3 separate regions of the Mus musculus genome follow, and regions 2 and 3 are each linked to region 1. A link is a contact called in public promoter capture Hi-C data. All regions are on one chromosome and are shown on one strand. Each heading gives the region's core, a stretch centred on a gene start, on an enhancer-like site or on the middle of the called end of the contact. The rest is flanking DNA. Distances are from core to core; before and after follow the strand shown. Region 1 holds the start of Fdft1 (farnesyl diphosphate farnesyl transferase 1). Region 2 holds the start of Ccdc25 (coiled-coil domain containing 25). Region 3 holds the start of Tnfrsf19 (tumor necrosis factor receptor superfamily, member 19).

Evidence for each region. Promoter capture Hi-C pulls out the DNA fragments that hold promoters and counts their contacts.
Region 2: a promoter capture Hi-C map of neutrophils shows a contact between it and region 1, with 3 times the contacts expected there. The contact joins the promoter of Ccdc25 here to the promoter of Fdft1 in region 1. A contact is called at or near these places in 2 of 39 promoter capture datasets (neutrophils and pre-B cells).
Region 3: a promoter capture Hi-C map of pre-B cells shows a contact between it and region 1, with 3 times the contacts expected there. The contact joins the promoter of Tnfrsf19 here to the promoter of Fdft1 in region 1. A contact is called at or near these places in 3 of 39 promoter capture datasets (the C10 cell line, liver and pre-B cells).

The regions. Positions count from the first base shown.
Region 1 is chr14:63,176,521-63,179,452 of GRCm38.p6, reverse strand. It overlaps Fdft1 (farnesyl diphosphate farnesyl transferase 1), which reads left to right and starts at 1,566. Exons shown (of 8, transcript NM_001360211.1): 1 at 1,566-1,770. The coding sequence starts at 1,672.
Region 2 is chr14:65,835,919-65,838,850 of GRCm38.p6, reverse strand. Ccdc25 (coiled-coil domain containing 25) reads right to left here and starts at 1,549. Exons shown (of 9, transcript NM_145944.5): 1 at 1,367-1,549. The coding sequence starts at 1,394.
Region 3 is chr14:61,045,286-61,048,217 of GRCm38.p6, reverse strand. It overlaps Tnfrsf19 (tumor necrosis factor receptor superfamily, member 19), which reads left to right and starts at 1,363. Exons shown (of 10, transcript NM_013869.5): 1 at 1,363-2,103. The region is part of intron 2 of Gm41167 (a long non-coding RNA gene); the gene reads right to left.

The DNA of each region.
Region 1 (2,932 bases), core at 317-2,816:
GTGGTGGTGGTGGGGCTTTTTTGATATTTTCTTCTTGTAGTTAAGGACACCAATTCCATTGGAATTAATTTTAAGGCCTGCCCTTGTGGCCTTGTTTATATATAATCCCTATGAAATTCCCATCTCTAAAATTCCCCATTTTAGACTAAAGCTCCAACACAGAAGTTTTCTATAGAAGGACTCAAGCATTGAGGACCAAACTGGCACATTTTAATAATTTTAATATGTTTTTACTAGCATATTCACCATATATAACAATGGGCTGTATTATGACATTTTATAACGTATATAATATATTCTGATCATATTCAACCCCTATTATTCTCTCGTCTTCCCGCCCCCACTCTTCTTGAACTTGTCTTTAAAACTAGTCATTTTTCTTCTTGATCTGTCAGTAGGTTTAATTAGGGTTACTAACAGAAGTATGGGCAACTTACTAGCAGACATACCACTTAAAATCTTTGTCTATCTTTAGGTGATACAAAGGCACCACCGAACTTGATGACCTGAGTTCTATCTCCAGGAGTCAAATGGAAGAAGAGAAATGACTTCCACACATGGTATGTGTGTGATAACACTTATGCTCACATCAAAATATAATAAAAAGGTGTAAGTAGAAATGAAGGCTAATTGGAACAGTAAGAATTATGACTGTAAAGGGGAATGTAATAAAAATACATTATATAAGTGTATGAAGACTTCATAATAAAACTTATGTATCATTTATGCTAGTAACTTTTTAAGTCATTCCACCAGCAACCATCAACTACCAATAGAACTGGGAGGGAGCCCTTCCTCGCTCCTTGCAATCCTTAACTGGGGAGAGCAGGAGGTATTTGTTCCCATCACATCCCTGGGAGGCCCAATCTCGGGCAGATTTTGCAAGCACTACATAAGTCCTGGTTCACGTCAACTAGAACATCGAGAGGTATTAAGAGCTCAGTTCCCTTTGTTTTTGCAGCTTTGAAAATGGGATCCAAGAATCATCGCCATGTCGTCTCACAAAAGACGGGTGGAGAAGTCTGAGAAATACTGTGCGCTGTCCCGCTTGGAGTTTCCCGGGGCTCAGCAAAGCCCCGGTAAACTCGAGCCCCTGTAAACTCCTCGGAGGAAAGCAAGACTGTTTTATCTGTTCTCAAGCCGCGAGGCGCGTTTCCAGTCCCTGCTACCCTTTCACTCTGACTCGGCTTTGCCAGCCAACCCCTTAGGTATATCAAGAGGTGAACTCAGACTGGAGGCCGAGGTCCCTAGGATCGTGCAAAGCTCTCAAGCCTTTCGCGGAACTCCAGAACGTCCACGCATGCGCCTCGCTCGCTGCCAGCCTACGACACGCAGGAACAAAGGCTCTCTGCTGGGTACCAATCGTGTTCGCTGGCTGCTTTCCAGCTCTCCAATCAAATTCTAGGGTGTGGTCATCGCGCCAGGCTCCTCCGGCTTCCGATTGGTTAACGTTTTCCTGGTGCGAGCAGCTCTGGCCAATCAACGTCCGTCAGTCCACTCCGCGCGTCCTAGCCTGGAGGCGCGAGCGGCGCGGCCGGTTGAGGAGGGCGGGAGGTGGGCGGGACGTCCGGCGCTGGCCCCGCCTCCTCGCCCTGCCCACTCCCCGGCGTCTAAACACAGGTGGGAGCGGGAGATCCCGACAGGTGAGCCCCGCGCCCAGCAGTCGCAAGGATGGAGTTCGTCAAGTGTCTAGGCCACCCGGAGGAGTTCTATAACCTGCTGCGATTCCGCATGGGAGGCCGGCGGAATTTTATACCCAAGATGGACCAGGTAAGTCGAGCATCCCTGCTCCCTCGCAGGCCTGTGGCGGCTTCCCGCACAAGAGGTCTCTAGAGGATGGATGGTCTCTGACACCCTGGTCTTCACGGAAGGCGGGATCCCTGCCTGGGTCGCGCACCCCCACTAGGGCCATGTCCCCCCCCCCCCCCCCCCGCCTTTCAAGGTTTCTGTCTGTTCAAGCCATTGCTTTTCTTGGTAGTTTGGCTGCGTATTTTGTTCTTCTAAGCTTGGAGTTATTTTTACCTAAATGGGTGCGTTCCAGAATTGAGATTAAAGAGAACACGGTTGAGAACAATTTTGAGAACATAAGGAACCCTGGAGGAGTTATCGTGCCTATTTTCACTGGAATGAAACTTACTTCGCCCCACCCACTCCTTCCAGTTTTCAGACATCACCTCCCGCATAAGCTTACTCACCTTTCTGCAGCCACTATTTTATTCCTGGGTGCTTCCTACGGTTTTTGTTGTGTCCAAGTTCCTACTAGTTATTGGCTGCCAGAGGCCAGAACATGTTTGTTTTTTTGGTTTTTTTCGTATTTCATTGGTCTGTTCCCTTTCTTAAACGCGTGCTTTTATGATAATACTTACTCTGACAAAAGTATGTAACTGTTGCATGATGACACATCCAGTTAACATCAAAAACTTAAACGTTTCCCCTTCACTGGAAACATCAGGCACTGTATTTTATTTAAAGGTATTCTTAATTGGTGCCCTTGCTTTTCTCATTCAGAATCCTCCCTTTTTTAAGATTTAGCTCTAACAAGTGCTCTCAGCCATTCAGCAGACCCTGGACACCTGTCAGTGATGGGCACTCTGTGGGGTAAAACATGGATAGCAGTGTAATTAAGGGCATAGACAGGGTCCACAAGGAAATGAACGCCAAGAGTAGGTTTCAGGGGAGAAGAAGGTACAGTTGCCAGATTCTTGCACGGATAAGTAATCAGAGCAAGAGCAAGAATCTGCTTTATAATCCAACTTGAGCTCCTGACAGCTCCAGTGACAGGTAGTTCATTCTGACCTGCAAGGTCTCCTTACCTGCCTTCTCTAGCACCCTTTAACTTAGACCCGTGATCCCAGAGCCACTTTCAGATGCAAGATTCTTTATTTCAGTCTCGCAACAACTTCAGGGTTCTCTTAACTCGGTTCTGAATTTT
Region 2 (2,932 bases), core at 300-2,799, 2.7 Mb before region 1:
CAAACACTCTAACTCAAACAACTGTCTGTCACTCCAGTTCCAGGGGATCTATCATCCTCTTCTGGCCTTGATAGGCACTAGGCACACAAGTAGTATGTAGATGCGCATGTAGGAAAAATACCTACAGACATAAAATAATTTTTAGAAGTAGCATGGCTACAAAAAAGAAAAACAAACAAACACCTCACACTGAAGGACGCTTCACAAAATAATGCTTCAGTTAAAAGTATCATGAAAGGCTAGGTAGTACATGCCTTTAATCCCGGCACTGGGGAGGCAGAGCAGAGGGTAGCATGAATTCAAAGCCAGCCTGATCTACACTGTGAGTTCTAGGCCAGCCAAGGGCTACATAATGAGATCCTGTCTCAAAAATAAACAAACTAAAAAGTACTAAGAGACAAAACCACCAAACAATAACTCCAGATCTGGGGACCTAGAAAGTAATGCCAACGTCAGGGAGCCTTCAGGCAGGAGAGTCTATGTTTGAAGCAACCTGAGCCACTCACTGTCTCAAGAAGGGGCAAAAATCAACACAGCAGCCAACTGTGTAAGTAGGGCACTATGCTAAGGAGACAAGACAGACTGCCCCTCAAGAGACCTGCCCGGTAGCTCAAGCAGACACCTTTTAATACCACATGAGAGCAGTCCTAAAGGAATGTTAAGGGGGGTCCAGAAAGAAATGCATATTTTATCTTGACGAGGAAACTGGGTCTCACACAGTGTCTTCAAAAAGGCAAGCGCTATTTTAATGGGGTGAGAGTTTAAAATTAGAAATTGATTCTGGACAATATGGGCAGAGAAACTAAGTTGACGCGGCATTTCCTGGAAACCGAAACAGCTCTTTCTGGCCTTCCAAAACCAACCCAGTAGCCTTAGCAGACGTCCACTGGACCATCACCTCTGCCCAGGGAGGGGCTGTACTAACATTCCAGCCCTCCGATTGCTCTCCGCGGCACCCCAGGCCCTCCCTGCGTAGGAGGGCAAGCTACTCTTCCTGCAGGAGACATCTGCTGGCACCTGTCGCACTGGTCAAGCATCGCTCCAAGGTGCGGGCAGAACGCTAGGGCAAAGGCTTGCGACGGGGACGTGGGGGACTAGGCTGGAACGCACACACGTCCAGGAAGCGTTGGCGGGTCTGTCAAGTGGGGACGAGAATGATTACCGGGTATAAAGAAAGCGGGGGCGCATTCCCGCCGCGACCACCGGGGCCAGGGGACGACCAGGCAGCCGAGGGGACGGCCAAGCAGGGAACCAGAAGGCTCTGGGAGAGGTGCCCGCGGAAGGACGCGGTTCAGGACTAAGTCCAAGCCCAGCGCGGCGGCTGGGGAATGCCGGCTTTGGAAGCAGGGGCCCCGGCGTCACTCACCGCTGCTGCTGGTGAAGTAGAACACCATGATCCTGGTAGAAGAGTGGCGACTCCTACTCAAAACGCGAAGCTTGAGATACCGCCGGCGCGAGGGTGAGCCGGCTTCCAGGCTCTCCTCAGGACACTTCCGGCGGACGTGCCGTCGCGTCACAACGCCGTCCTGTCAGCGCCATCTTTAGTCCTGGCGAAGGGAAGGGTGTTGGCGGAAGAGCAGGTGTCCCGGGGATTTTGAGGATTCCGCTCAAGCGTCTGGTTGAAAGAAATTAGCTGGGGAAATACATCTTGTTTGAAGTCATAAAGAAAAAATACTAAGGGCAGACTTTATTTTCAGAGGCTCTACTAAGTGGACACGAGAGTTGGTCATCGCTTTTTATGTCTTCCCACTCAACCCAATATGGGCTCCATGCGTGCAGAAACTGCCTTTTTCATGCATGGTTAAGGGTCCCTGTAACCATTTCCTCAGGAGGCACTCAGTAAGAACCAATTTTTTTAAAAGATTTATTTATTATTATACGTAAGTACACTGTAGCTGTCTTTAGACACACCAGAAGAGGACATCAGATCTCATTACGGACGATAGTGAGCCACCATGTGGTTGCTGGGTTTTGAACTCCGGGCCTTCGGAAGAGCAGTCAGTGCTCTTTCTTACCCACTGAGCCATCTAACCAGCCCCAAGAACCAATTTTTAAATAAACTCATTCTCCCATTACTTGACATAGGTGAGGGTTTTGTTGTGTTTTTTGTTTGTTGACTTGACCAAACTAGTCAGAATAGAGTTAGGTAATGTTCATCAAACCCTATCTAAGCCTGAGATGGCCTCAGCAAGAATACAAGATGGAAGAAATGCTGCACTGTCTTGCCCAGTCAAACAATGAACTAAATTGCATCGAGGACAGAAGGTTCTCAAATGAATTGTTACTGTTACTACCCAGAGACACTCTCCTTTTTTGGGATTCCGAGTAGGGCTATTTTTTGTTCCTTTAAATCTAATGTCTGCTCCTTATTACCTACAAGACTGAACAAATACCAAACTTCTGAAGTTCAGAACCTCTTGCTATAAATTTACAAAATTCCACAGCCTTCCTAGGTTTGACTTGGAAGTTTTTCTTATTTCTGATAAAGAAAAAATATGAGAGTCCATTTCGGGCTGTATCCCTCCAACAAGCTCCAAAAGTCAGACCACACAAAAGGGCTACAGAAAAGGAGTTTTACCGTCCCTGGAGAGCCTAGTCTTTCATAGAGCAGGAAATTCTAGGCAAGTAGAACCTGATGGTAAAAATGTCCCCTCTTTGGCTTTAACTCTCTCAAAAGAAGAAACTAGCCAGAGTCTCCCACTAAGCAGTTTCCACTATTGTTCTAATTCTTTCACTTTACAAAACCCACTATCATTCTGGGTTTCCTGGTGCTGGTCAATGTTGTAGGCTATCCACCAGAGAAGACTGCTCCAACATGGGTTTAAACCAATAGAAAGTCTTTTTTAGTTGGCCGGATACTACACTGGATGTTTGGGATCCCAGTGCAACATTTTCTCAGTCTTTCCTCAGGGTGAGCTTTTAAACACACAAA
Region 3 (2,932 bases), core at 114-2,613, 2.1 Mb after region 1:
GGAACAGCAAACTTGATGAAGGCTCTGGGCATGGACCCTAGACCATGGAACATCTGGGTTACCTCAGAGAAAAGTCAGCCTTCTTGGAAATAGTTTGCCCCTGATTTCATGAGTCCTTGGAGCTCAGGAGCTCTGTAGGTACAGGTGTCTTGGGATAGTATGCAAAAGCATGCCTGCTCATTTGAAGGATGTGAGGCTGGGTACATTGTTCAATTGGTGGAGTGCTTGTTTAATATGCATGAAGCCCTAAGTTCAGAAACCATAATCACATAAACTGAATGTAGCAGTGGATGTCTGTAATTCCAGCCTTTAGGAGGATCAAGAGTTCAAAGCTGTCTTTGAATAAACAGCACTTTTGAGGCCAGCTCATGACACTGGAGACCCTGTCTCGAAAAGGAAAAAGAAAACAAACAAGTACAAAGTAAGCCCCATGTGTCTCAGGGACATTTCAGAGATGGAGGGCATGAACAGGCCCTGGGGTTCAGCCTCCACCTCCCACTGGGGAAAAATACTGGAAACCAAATAGATCTATTTAAGTGTTACAATGAACTCACAAACCAAGTATTTTGCCATCAAGATTTACACAGGAATCAAAGACAGCTGGAGATAGACAGGGCATAAACTATTTTTAAATATCACACCAGGAAAAATGAGATGCAACTGATAAGAGAAGGAAGTCACAGGAAGGAAGTGGGTTCCTCTAAGGGTGCTGCAGATGATATTTTTCAGTGCCCTTCTGCAAACAGATGCAGTTCCATCATATAATGGAAATCTTTTCTCTCTCCCAGAATAAACAGCTCCATGTTCAAAAACATGCCACATTCCGACCACAGTGCTTTACCAGCCTCGTGGGTATTCTAAACAACGGACACTAAGTTCCGTTTTACAGTACAGAAAATAAGGTGGCGATTTCTCAGCTGGATCCAAACTGTGATTTGTGCTTTGCCTGGGACAGAAGCTGTGGAGTGATTGCAAGCAAATGCTTTCCTCTAAGTCACCTTTCTGTGACTTTTAGGAGTCGCTAGAGGTATCCATGATTGCAACTCAGAAGGAAGGCATCCTTTGTTGTTGTTGTTTTATTAGGACCCCAAATTTAGATTAACAAGCTTCTGACCCAGGTGTCCAGTGAGCTAGTGGCGGTATCTCTGTAAGTTGTAGTATCCACTCCTTCACTCAATGAAAGCCATACTTGACTGGCGCCACCTGTAATACTTTCACCAGGAAAAGACATTTTACTAATTCTTAAAGACTTGTCGCAGTATGTGTGTGTTGGGGTGGGGAGCCGCGCGCGTGGGGTTGGGGGTGGGGAATCAAGCTTTTTAAAACGTTTGCCTGTGACCCTGGCGGTGTAAGGCAGGTGTTCGGAGAAACGGCCTAATTAAACACTGCTGTGCCGCTCTGCTGCGTTTCGGACTACCCTGCTCTGGTAGGGACTTCGTGCTTTTTGTCACAGGCAGCGGCTTGATGCTGTCTACTGGAACCTGCAACGATCCAGGACCTTACAGGCCCGGAGCACAGAGGCCCAGAGCAGTCCTGGTGTGTCCCTCCCAGCCAAGAGACACACTGCAGGGCTGTCGCGGGCGAGGCACAGACCAACGCGACTAGAAATCAGGCTGACTGGCTTCTCCCGGCCAGCCCCACGGCACGGCATGATGTCATGGGAGCTGCCACTCAGCGAGATGAAAGGGATGCGGCGCAGCAGCGCTGGCACTAGGCAGCCCAGCTGGGGCACCGCGAGAGAGAGCTGCAGATCCAGCCGCTCAGCCCAGGCTGGGGAAGCCTGCTCTCCAGAGCTGGGGCAGAACAACGTGGCCCACGTTTAACAAAAGAACCAGACGGTAGCGAACTTTCTAGATCTGCGCGCGTAGCGAGTAAACTCAGCCTTGCCTTTGATGCGCAGCAACTGATCGGCGATCAGATTACAGGCACTCCATCTCCTAGTTCGCCTGCCTTTGATCTGCGCGGGTAATCCATTTTCCTGGATTTGAAGTTTGTCTGGGCTTGCGCCCACACACATTTTTGGGAAGGTAAAAGCGTTTGGCGCGGAAGTGCTACCAAGCTGCGGAAAGCGTGAGTCTGGAGCACAGCACTGGCGAGTAGCAGGTAGGCGTTCGTGTGTGGTTGGAACTTTCACTGCGTTTTCCTCGCATGTTCAAAGGGGGAAAAATGGCTATCAGCTCCCAGCAAGCATGCCTGAAGCCAAGTCCAGCACCAGGCTGCGTGCACGTGAAACTGAATTTGATTCTTGATGCAATTGTTTCGCGGTTTGCACAAGAGTTTGATATCTGTCATGCAAATCTTACTTGGAAGTGAGTAGTTCCAACAGGACAAAAACAGAGCCTCGCTAATGTTTGTTGCCAGCAGGGTTTCAGACGCTGGAAGCTGGGCTGGAAAACCTCCTCTTACTTTATTTAGAAACGGTGGGATTCTGTTAACACCCCCTCACTCCCACCCCACCTTCCTTTCTCTTCCCCTATCTCCCCCCACCCTACGGAGCAAAACTCCTCTCTAGCAATCCTAGCAATATTACTACTTTATTCTCCGGCCTCCGGGAGATGTGAATCTATCGCACATGTGTCCTTGCCATTCGCATTCCCAAGGGAATCTCTGCAAAGGCATTTAGGACTGAAGCCTTTCAAGTGTAAAGCGGAGGAACTCGGAAACAGGGAGCGCCAAGCTGCGTTAGGTTTGGCTAAAAATACCCAAGCCAGGCTCTGTAACCTCTGAAAATAGGAGAAGCTTTGTTTACAGAAACACTCCCGAGGTTAATATTCTTAAATTAACATTTACTCTAAATATATAGTGACAGCTGTTGTGAGTTACAATTTGCCAACTGTTTACCAAAACTATCTGGCAATCAACAGTTATTATGTTACATGAAGTATTTTAGCCACATTTTCACTTCAATTAGTGCCCTACAAAACCAAATTAT